Linked DNA regions of Capsicum annuum: region 2 is linked to region 1. Evidence: chromatin contacts called from public Hi-C data. All regions are on one chromosome and are shown on one strand. Each heading gives the region's core, a stretch centred on a gene start, on an enhancer-like site or on the middle of the called end of the contact. The rest is flanking DNA. Distances are from core to core; before and after follow the strand shown. Region 1 holds the start of LOC107858967 (fe(2+) transport protein 1). Region 2 holds the start of LOC107858971 (O-fucosyltransferase 23).

Region 1 (4,566 bases), core at 1,545-4,044:
CGAGCTATATGGAATCCTTCATTGACTCGGCGGGAAAGCCCCCAACCCAAGTGTCCCGTAAGGGTTGGAGTCTCTGACTCTGCTACGCCACACGACCGTCGCCAGCGTAAAATAATATACCCGGATTGACAAATCACGGTTTTAGGTTAAGAGTTACTTGAACTCATACGTTCTTCGGGTAACCACCTAACCCTCTTTAAGCCCAGTTTTAACTCTTTAAAACATGCATTCTCTGAAATCAAACTCTAAAAAACATACTCTGTTATGGCATACATACTTATGACATTATCATACCATTGATTTGCAAGTCACATTCTCTGAGCCATTATTAGCATATAATAGTCTTTGTTTCAAAACATAAATCTGGGACCACCGTTTCAATAAATCACTTCAAAGAAACCCTTTCTTAAAGCTCATGTAACATATGCAAGAAACTCTTTTTTTCAACATTTCAAATACACAAGGTGGTCATGTCAAAGATATCCATCACATGCAATTCTTTCTTTTTAACACAAGAACGAAATCATATCAAGAAACTCCCTCTCATCATCATCAAAATCATGTTAAATACTTGAATATTGAAAAGATCCCCTTCAAAACATTATAAACAAGCATCTTAAATCATTCCCAACAAGTTCATCAACTCTAAATCATCAAAGAGAGGGATTTCAATAAAAATGTTCTCTATCAAATCTTCAACATCATACATATTCATATAGGTTTAAATCAATTTAAGGGGAACATCATACATATTCATATAGGTTTAAATCAATTTAAGGGGAAAAGGCCTAAAGACCAAATCAACAATACAATTAAACGTTCATAATGCATAATAAAATCATATATTCCAAAACCCCTTTCTAAAACTCATGCTTGATAATCTTTAAATCATGTTCTAGCGTTTACAAGCCCATGTAGTTTTTAGGATAAACCCCACGTAATTCAATTTAGAAATTTGATGGATGATTCTTGAAGCCTACGGTTTGGGGATTCCAAATCTTCACTCAGTTTCGGAAACCCACGGTTGAATCTTGAGTTAATTGGGTCTTTAGTTTGAAACCCTAGAGAGTGTTCTTGTGAATTTTCAAAGAAAGTATGAATAATGAGGTCACTCGGGAGTATAATCCCGTGTTTAAGCTGATAGGGGGTGAAAAATACCTAATATACCCTTAATGAGACGTAATAAAAATATAACTGGGAGCCCGATTTTGTGGGCCACCGCGACGCGCCACAATCGCGGTGGCTCATTGAAAATTGACGAATGGGATTCTTAGGGTCACCGCAACGCGGAGCCATCGCCTTGTCCCACTGGTTGGGACCTGGAACTTCAATGTGACGCGCCAAAATCACGCTAGGCTACTGGAATTTGACAATTGTTAAATAGACCCCCTCCACGACGCGTCAAGCATCAAAATGACAATGTTTTACGACTAGGGCTTAAATTTAGCCATAACTTCTTGCCCGGGTATCGGGTTTGGACAAATCTTCTATCGACAGAAAGCTCATTCAATTTCCCACTTGATAGAGAGTCAAAATTAAGGAAATTCTAAATGGTTTAAACTTTACTCACTTAGGAAGTCAAAATAAATCAGACTAATGCATGGACGATTTGGGGTGTTACAGGGCTCATGGTCATATTCTCGATGTTGCTCTCCATCTGGATGTCTTTATTTATATCTTCCTCATCGACCTCCATGGAAAAATGTAAGAGGTTAGACAATTCCATGTCTTTATTTTATGAGGCATCTAGTTAGCCAAACACTAATTATTGCTTAAAAATACTTGTTGATGTACTTCTCAGCAAAAGTAAATGAAAACACTTCTGATAATAAGTTGATTTTAGAAACTTGGCCAAACAAGCTATAACTACTACTTTCGTGCGATGGACGAGTTTGGTATTAAGCCCATACTAGAGTAATTTAGCTGCATGATCCGTGTCATTGTCTGGCAGGGCTGGGGGCCTAGAAATGGCTTAGCATTTCAATAAAAGCATGTTGTTTGGCCAGATGCTCCACTCTGGGGTGTTCATCCTGTTGCTTTCAAAGTCTTTATGAATTATGGAAATACAGAGCTTGGTAATTTGTTTTCAGATAAATTTGTTTGAAGTCAGATCCCGATCCCCGAAGTGTCCGTCTTGAATTTCTAGTAGGATCTTGACAAAAGGTATTGCTTCTTTAACTAGTTACGTACATGATTCTTTACACATGAAATCAGTAAAAGATCATGACACATAATATCTGTAACTGAAACGCAGGAGATTTTTGCAGGATCATTTTTAATGCTAATAAGTGTGTATCATAAGGGAGATACACAATTTCTTCACAAATTTTTATGGTAGATTCATGCATCTATAAGATCATTAATTTCTATTTAGCCTTATCCTTTTCCTTACACCAACAAGGGTATGACTTATTGCACTTGCTCGCAGTTTGTAGTTTTCGAAATTTGACATTTTGTTTTTGCAGGAAAATGGACATCTAATAATCTTACGTACTTCTTAAATTAGATCTATTGATCATCCATTCCCTAATGTTCATGTTGCAACTTGTATAAAATTATAAATGCAGTTCTAAGAGAGGACAAGTGTAGCTAGCAAAATACGTGTAATATACGAGGAATCATATCAACAATTCGGAGGGCGGTTCATTTAATCTATATGTTTGATTTTAAAATAAAACAAAACAAGAAAAAAAGGACTATTACACCAACTTGTCAGTTTAGCATTTAAGACCTTAGTATACTATTTTTATCCATGCACATGATATCACCAGATGCTATGTCTATATAGTATATAGCATCTCCCTGATATTATCACATCTCACAAACCTCAAACCAAAGCAAAATAAATATTCACCAAAACCAAGAAGAAAAGAAGAAGCCACCGAGCTAGCTAGAGATCAAGAATTGGTATGTATTCATCAATGGCTTCTTTTAATTCCAAGATAATCTTCATCCTCTTCATCCTCACTTCCATTTTCACACCTCAAGCTTTCTCACAAGGTGACTCATCGTGTGAATCACAAACACACAACACATGCAACAACAAATCTAAAGCATTAACCTTAAAAATCATAGCCATAGTTTCCATTTTAATCACTAGCATGATTGGAGTATGCTTACCTCTTGTCACACGTTCAGTTTCGGCGTTGAGCCCTGACCGGGACCTTTTCGTTATAGTTAAGGCATTTGCTGCCGGAATTATTCTAGGTACTGGTTTCATGCACGTGTTGCCTGATTCTTTTGACATGTTGTCGTCTAATTGTCTGAATGAAAATCCTTGGCACAAGTTCCCCTTCACTGGATTTGTTGCTATGTTATCTGCTATAATTACGTTGGCTATTGACTCTATGGCTACTAGCTTGTACAGCAAGAAGCATAATGCTGGTGTAATTAATCCAGAAAGTAATCAACAAGTTCAAAATGGACATATTATTGATGGTGGTGATCAAGAAATGGGCACGGGGAATTATAATGTCCATTTCCATTCTCATCACCATGGTTCCCTCTCTAAAGATGGAACGAAACTGCTTCGTTATCGCGTTATTGCCATGGTTGGTCTCTTTTCTCTTTTAATTTATGTGAAATAGTTTGAAATAAATAGTGTTCAAAATTTTCCTAAGAAAGTAAAAGTTTAAGCTATATGCATTGACCGAATATATTAATTTATTAATGATACTACTAATAATATAGTATAAGAAAATCTTTGCACATGGAGATTGCAACTTAAATGGTTCAGATTTGAAGAATACATTCTTGTCTAATTCTAGTTGACTGCTTTAGCGATACCATTCATAGATAGATCCAATACTTCTAGCCACAGCTCACATGCATATCTTTTCTTATCAATGACAAATTAATACTACCGAATATTAGGTTGTTGCTCCAAACATTACTAAATTAGCTAAAATAGGGTTGTCCATGTGCTTATGTTTGCCTAAAATATCCGATCAAACTAGTGATATATTAGATTTTGAAACAATAATTCTCATATACGCTGGTTTCTCCAATTCAATTGTTTTAGGATTTAAGTTATGTACAGGAGAGCTAACAATTTTACACGGTCATTAACCGATTAATATAGAAAAATTATTGTTTATATTTCACGTTATTATATTACACTTGTTTGTGTTCTATTCAGGGCAAGTGCATAGAACTTATTGAACTATTTGTTTTATCTTGCTATATATGGGTGTTAGCATACTATTGCAAGTAATAATATGGACAAGAAAGAAAGTGCATAACATTTGGAACTCCTCCTAAAGACGATTAATAATCTCTGTGTTCAATCTTATATAGGTATTTGTTAAGATTACTATCGGTGGAGTCACATAAATAAGTATATTAATACATTTTTTTTACGTTTTCAATTTTCTTTTCTACTAGTAAGTGTGTTAATTTTTCTGTCATTACGTTAAATTGACCTACAATAACTTAAAACTCTTCATCGCAAATTAATATAGTAACTGAAATAACAGAGAATAAGTTTCTATGGTCGATTAAATTGAACTGGAAATATAATTACTTTTATGCTATGAATATACTTTTTAGTCGTTTGTTAATTTGACC
Region 2 (4,566 bases), core at 1,108-3,607, 140 kb before region 1:
ACAGAAATTATAAGAATCATTGGGGTTTGAAAGAACTGTGAGCTAAGTGTCTTTTTACTTTCGTTATACACCAATTTTCACAACGATATACAGAAATTATGTAAATATTTAATAACCATAAGATTTAAATCTTTTTATTGAGTTGTAGAAATTCGTCAAATACTGTTTGGACAAACAGGCTGTTAGAGTACCTCCCTTGGGTCAGTACAAAATTCATAACATGGAGTTATTTATTTATTTCCCTAATTATACAAGCTGATCTACACACCTAGCTCGGTAATTTTGTTCACAATGGCAAGATATTTATACTTACATACTCCATTCCTTTTACTTGATCTGTATTGGCTTGATAAACTTTTATGGAATTTTTCATTAGAAGTGTATTTGATCAAATTAATTTGACTTGATAAACCTTTATGGATTTTTTTGTTAGAAGTGTATTTGATCAAATTAATACTTTATATAGTTATTTAATACTAAAGTAAAAATATAACAAAATTCACTTGATTTCATAAATTAAACATGTAAATTGAAATAACTATTTTAAGTATAGAGGCGAAGTAAAACGGAACGTAGGAGCAACTATTTTAAGTATAGGGATGGATGCCCAAAGCTTGGAGATGAAGTACGATGATTTCATTATATAAGAACAAGAGACATTCAAAATTGCAACAACTATAGAGATATCAGGTTGTTGAGTCATACTAGAAGGAAGGTAAAGTTGAAGTTGAGAAGGATCATGACTATTTTTGAGAATCAATTCGGTTTAATGCCAGGTCACTCGATTACCTTAGCCATTCACCCAGTAAAGAAATAAGTGGAACAGTATAGGGAAAAGAAGGACTTACATATGATATTCATCGATTTTGAGAAGGCGTATGAAAAAGTCCCCATAAAGTTTTGTGGAGGTGTTTAGAAGCTAGAGGTTTGCCCGTGACGTACACTAGGTCGATTCAAGACATGTACGATGGAGTGAAGACTCATGTGAGGACAGTGAGAGAAGATTCAGAGAACTTTTTCGTCACCGAAAATTGATCTTAATCCATTTTTATTCACCTTGGTGATAGATGTATTGATGCGATAGATTCAAAGGGAAGGTGCCTTAGTGTATGTTATTTGTGGGTGATGTAGTTTTAATTGACGAGGCCTAGGGAAGAGTTAATGATAAGTTGAAGGTTTGGAGACATGCCTTAGAGTTTAAAATGTTTAGGTTGAGGAGGATCAACAAGAAGTACTTGGAGTGCAAGTTTAGTAATTTAATACATGAGGTTGACATGGCAGTAAAGTAGGATGTCCAGTCCATCTGAAAGAGAGATAGTTGAGAGTATCTTACGTCTATGATTCAGGAGAATGAAAAGATTAACGAGGATGCCACACATCGTATTGGTGTAGGGTAGTTGAAATAGAGGCTCGCTTCAGGTGTCCTGTGTGACAAGAAGGTGCATCTTAAACTTAAAGTTAAGGTATATAGAGTGATAGTTCAACCGGCTATATTGTATATAACGGAGGTTGGTCGGTCAAAAACTCCCACATCCAAAAATTGAAGGTAGTGGAGATGAGAATTTTGAGATTGATGTGTGCATTTACTAGGAGAGATAGTGTTAGAAATGAAATTATTCAAGAGAAGGTGAGAGTGGCTTCAATGGAAGACAAAATGCGAAAAGTGAGGTTGAGATGATTAGAGCATATGATGAGGAGGTGTACGGATGCCATAGTACAGAGGTGTGAGAGTTTCGCTAAGGATTGTTTCAGACGAGGTAGAGGTAGGCCGAAGAAATATTGAAGGGAGGTAATTAGACACAGTATAAAACAGATAGAACTTATGGAAGACATAACCCTTGATAGGAAGATGTGGAGGACGCAGATTAGGAGTAGAAGGTTAGTGGGTAGGAGTGCGACCTTACTAGTAGGAAGGAGTGTATTGTTTGTAGTTGTGCATATAGTCGTAGTGTATGAGTGCGTCTTATAGTTTCTTATTCGTGGTGTTTTGGTGATGTTTGTGAGTTTGAACGAATAATTTATATTATTATTTTATGGGTGTCTTGTTTTTTTTATTATCTAGTGGTATGTTATCTTATTCTATTGTTTGTTTTTATATTATTGTGTTTTTATGTTTGTTACACTGTTATTTATCCTGTGTTGGAGTCTATAAAAAACAACCTCTCTATTTCATTCGAATAATAATATGAGCCGCATATATTTTACCCAACTCAGACTCCACTTTACGAGAATACACTAAATTTATTATTTTGGTTGGAAAAAGGATTTGATGCTCTATTTCTTTTTCAAGAGAGAAAGAAATAAGAAAAAGATATGCTAATTGAGGAAATTACATTTTTCTTTGGTGTGAGTTGTCATGATGGTGATGCATTGTTGGCACTTGGGTTTTGCTTTGGCTGTACGAATTTTGAGTCCCCGTTTCTCTCTTCCCTTCCATGCAAAAAAGCTCATCCTATGTTTTCCCCCTTTTCTCTCACACACACATACATACAATTTTTTATTTATTCTTTTGGAATCATCCTCATTGTCTTTGAGTTCCCTTTAATTTTCTTTGTGGTTGGCTTCACTTTACACTCCAACAACAACTCAAAGGTCACAACTTTTACCTTCTTTACCCTTTCGCCTCCCTTATTTTCCGAACAATAGAACTTCTTCTTCCTTCTTCCTCCCTAACCCCTAACCCCAAACCCAACGCAACAACCCCACCTGGGGTGGCCCCTATTACCTCACTTTTCTTGTTTTGTTGGGATTGCATGCATCATAGTTTTGTCCCTTTTTATGGTTTCTGGTCTCTTCTCTTCTTCTTCTTCTTCTTCTTCTTCTTCTTCTTCTTCTATTTTTGGAAGTTCTCATTTGGGTTTTAATGGATGTTTGACTTTCATGATTGATTTTCTTTTGTGAAGCAAAAAGATTGGATTTTTAGCATGTTTTAAGATCCATTTTCCTCTTTAATCGGTTTTCTTGAACTTTTCAGAAACTGAAATATATCTGGACCGAAAGGATTCTGTTTCTTTCTTGGCTTTCAGAAATTGTTTGTATTTCTGTTTTCAGATTTCAAGGTTAGACAATTGAGGTAAATTTTAGTTATCTTTTCATGTTTTTTTGCTTTTTATTTTGTAATGATAGATAAATGTATTCTTCTCTGTTTCAGAAGTGGTTTTCAGATGCAGTAGTTAATAATTTGATTTCCCTTCCCGTTTCTTGTTTTTTTTTTGTCTGCTCAGAAAAAGAGGCTAATCAAGTCTGATTCTCTGACTGGAGCTGAGGATTGAACTATTATGGGTTTTTGTTGTTTGGTTCATTGAATATTGTTTTGTTGAGATGAGTAGTATCTGAACTTAATTGGATTGAATCTCTAATGGACTTGTCAAATTGTAAGCAATTGAGACTTTTTGGAGTCCATTTGAATTTCTTGGCTGCAAAATGCTTGTTGTTGGTGGTCATTGCTTTGTTCCTTGGAACTGTTTTGCTTCCAACATTCTCTGGACTTAGTGGGGTCATTCAACAGAACAAATTTGTCCTTGTCCATAACCGTTCATTCTCGTCGAATCAACCGGTGAAACAGAAGTTTCTTGAAGTTCCTCAGATTGTGTGGGGATTGAACAATCAGAAGATTGCTTTTGCTAGAGCTTGTTTGACTGCACGAATGCTCAATCGAACATTGTTGATGCCTAAATTGAGTGCTTCGCTATTTTATAAAGACTTCGAACTTTTGAAGCCTATTTCTTTCGATAAGGTCTTCCAATTTGAAAGATTTAATTCAGTTTGCAAAGGGTTTGTCCAATTGAGTCGTTATTCAGATGTTTCGAATCAAAGTGATGTTATCGAACTTCAGAAAGGCAATGGAAGAAGGTGGACATTGGAAAAAGATTTGGAGCAGTTGAATCAGTTTAGTAAGCATCCATATAATGCACATGAGATCGTTCGGATAGTAGGGAAGAACCCCTTTTTGTGGCATGACCATTGGCCAACTAAAGACTATGCAAGGGTTTTCGAATGCTTAGCTTTAGTAGAGGAAATATCGACAGAAGCAGATAAAGTTGTCTCCAAGATTAGAGAAATAGGAATGGAGGATAGAAGTAAGAATCCAATGTCAAGCTCTTTGTCGGAACCGGTTCCTTTTGTGGCTGTGCACATGAGAATAGAAAAGGATTGGATGATTCACTGTAAGAAGCTGGAGCAGAGATTAAATATTAGTGAAATTTGTAGTAGTAAGGAGGAGATAATGGCTAGAGTGGGGAACATTGACGGTCTTAAAACTCCTGTAGTCGTTTATCTTGCTGTTGCCGATACTCTTCTTGAAGACAATACTGTCTTGAACGGTTGGAAGGACGGGTTGCATCCTTACGAGAAGAAAAAACTAGGTGTTTTTGATTTATACAAGAAGCAACCATATCTATTTCAATCTGCTATCGACTATGAAGTCTGCTTAAGATCTGATATCTTTGTAGGGAACAGTTTTTCAACATTTTCAAGCCTTATTGTTCTCGACAGAACCCAAAAGATGATTAAATCGGGTGAGACAAAGTTGTGTGGTTCGGATGTTAGGTGGCCTTCTTATGCACA

What was found. Hi-C and Micro-C count contacts between places; a contact is called where the count stands out from the background.
Region 2: a Hi-C map of leaf shows a contact between it and region 1, with 2.6 times the contacts expected there. The contact joins the promoter of LOC107858971 here to the promoter of LOC107858967 in region 1. A contact is called at or near these places in 3 of 5 Hi-C or Micro-C datasets (bud, leaf and placenta).

What each region holds. Positions count from the first base shown.
Region 1 is chr2:112,118,295-112,122,860 of UCD10Xv1.1, reverse strand. LOC107858967 (fe(2+) transport protein 1) reads left to right here and starts at 2,794. Exons shown (of 3, transcript XM_016703798.2): 1 at 2,794-3,551. The coding sequence starts at 2,910.
Region 2 is chr2:112,253,063-112,257,628 of UCD10Xv1.1, reverse strand. LOC107858971 (O-fucosyltransferase 23) reads left to right here and starts at 2,357. Exons shown (of 3, transcript XM_047406622.1): 1 at 2,357-2,592; 2 at 2,975-3,059; 3 at 3,225-4,566. The coding sequence starts at 3,359.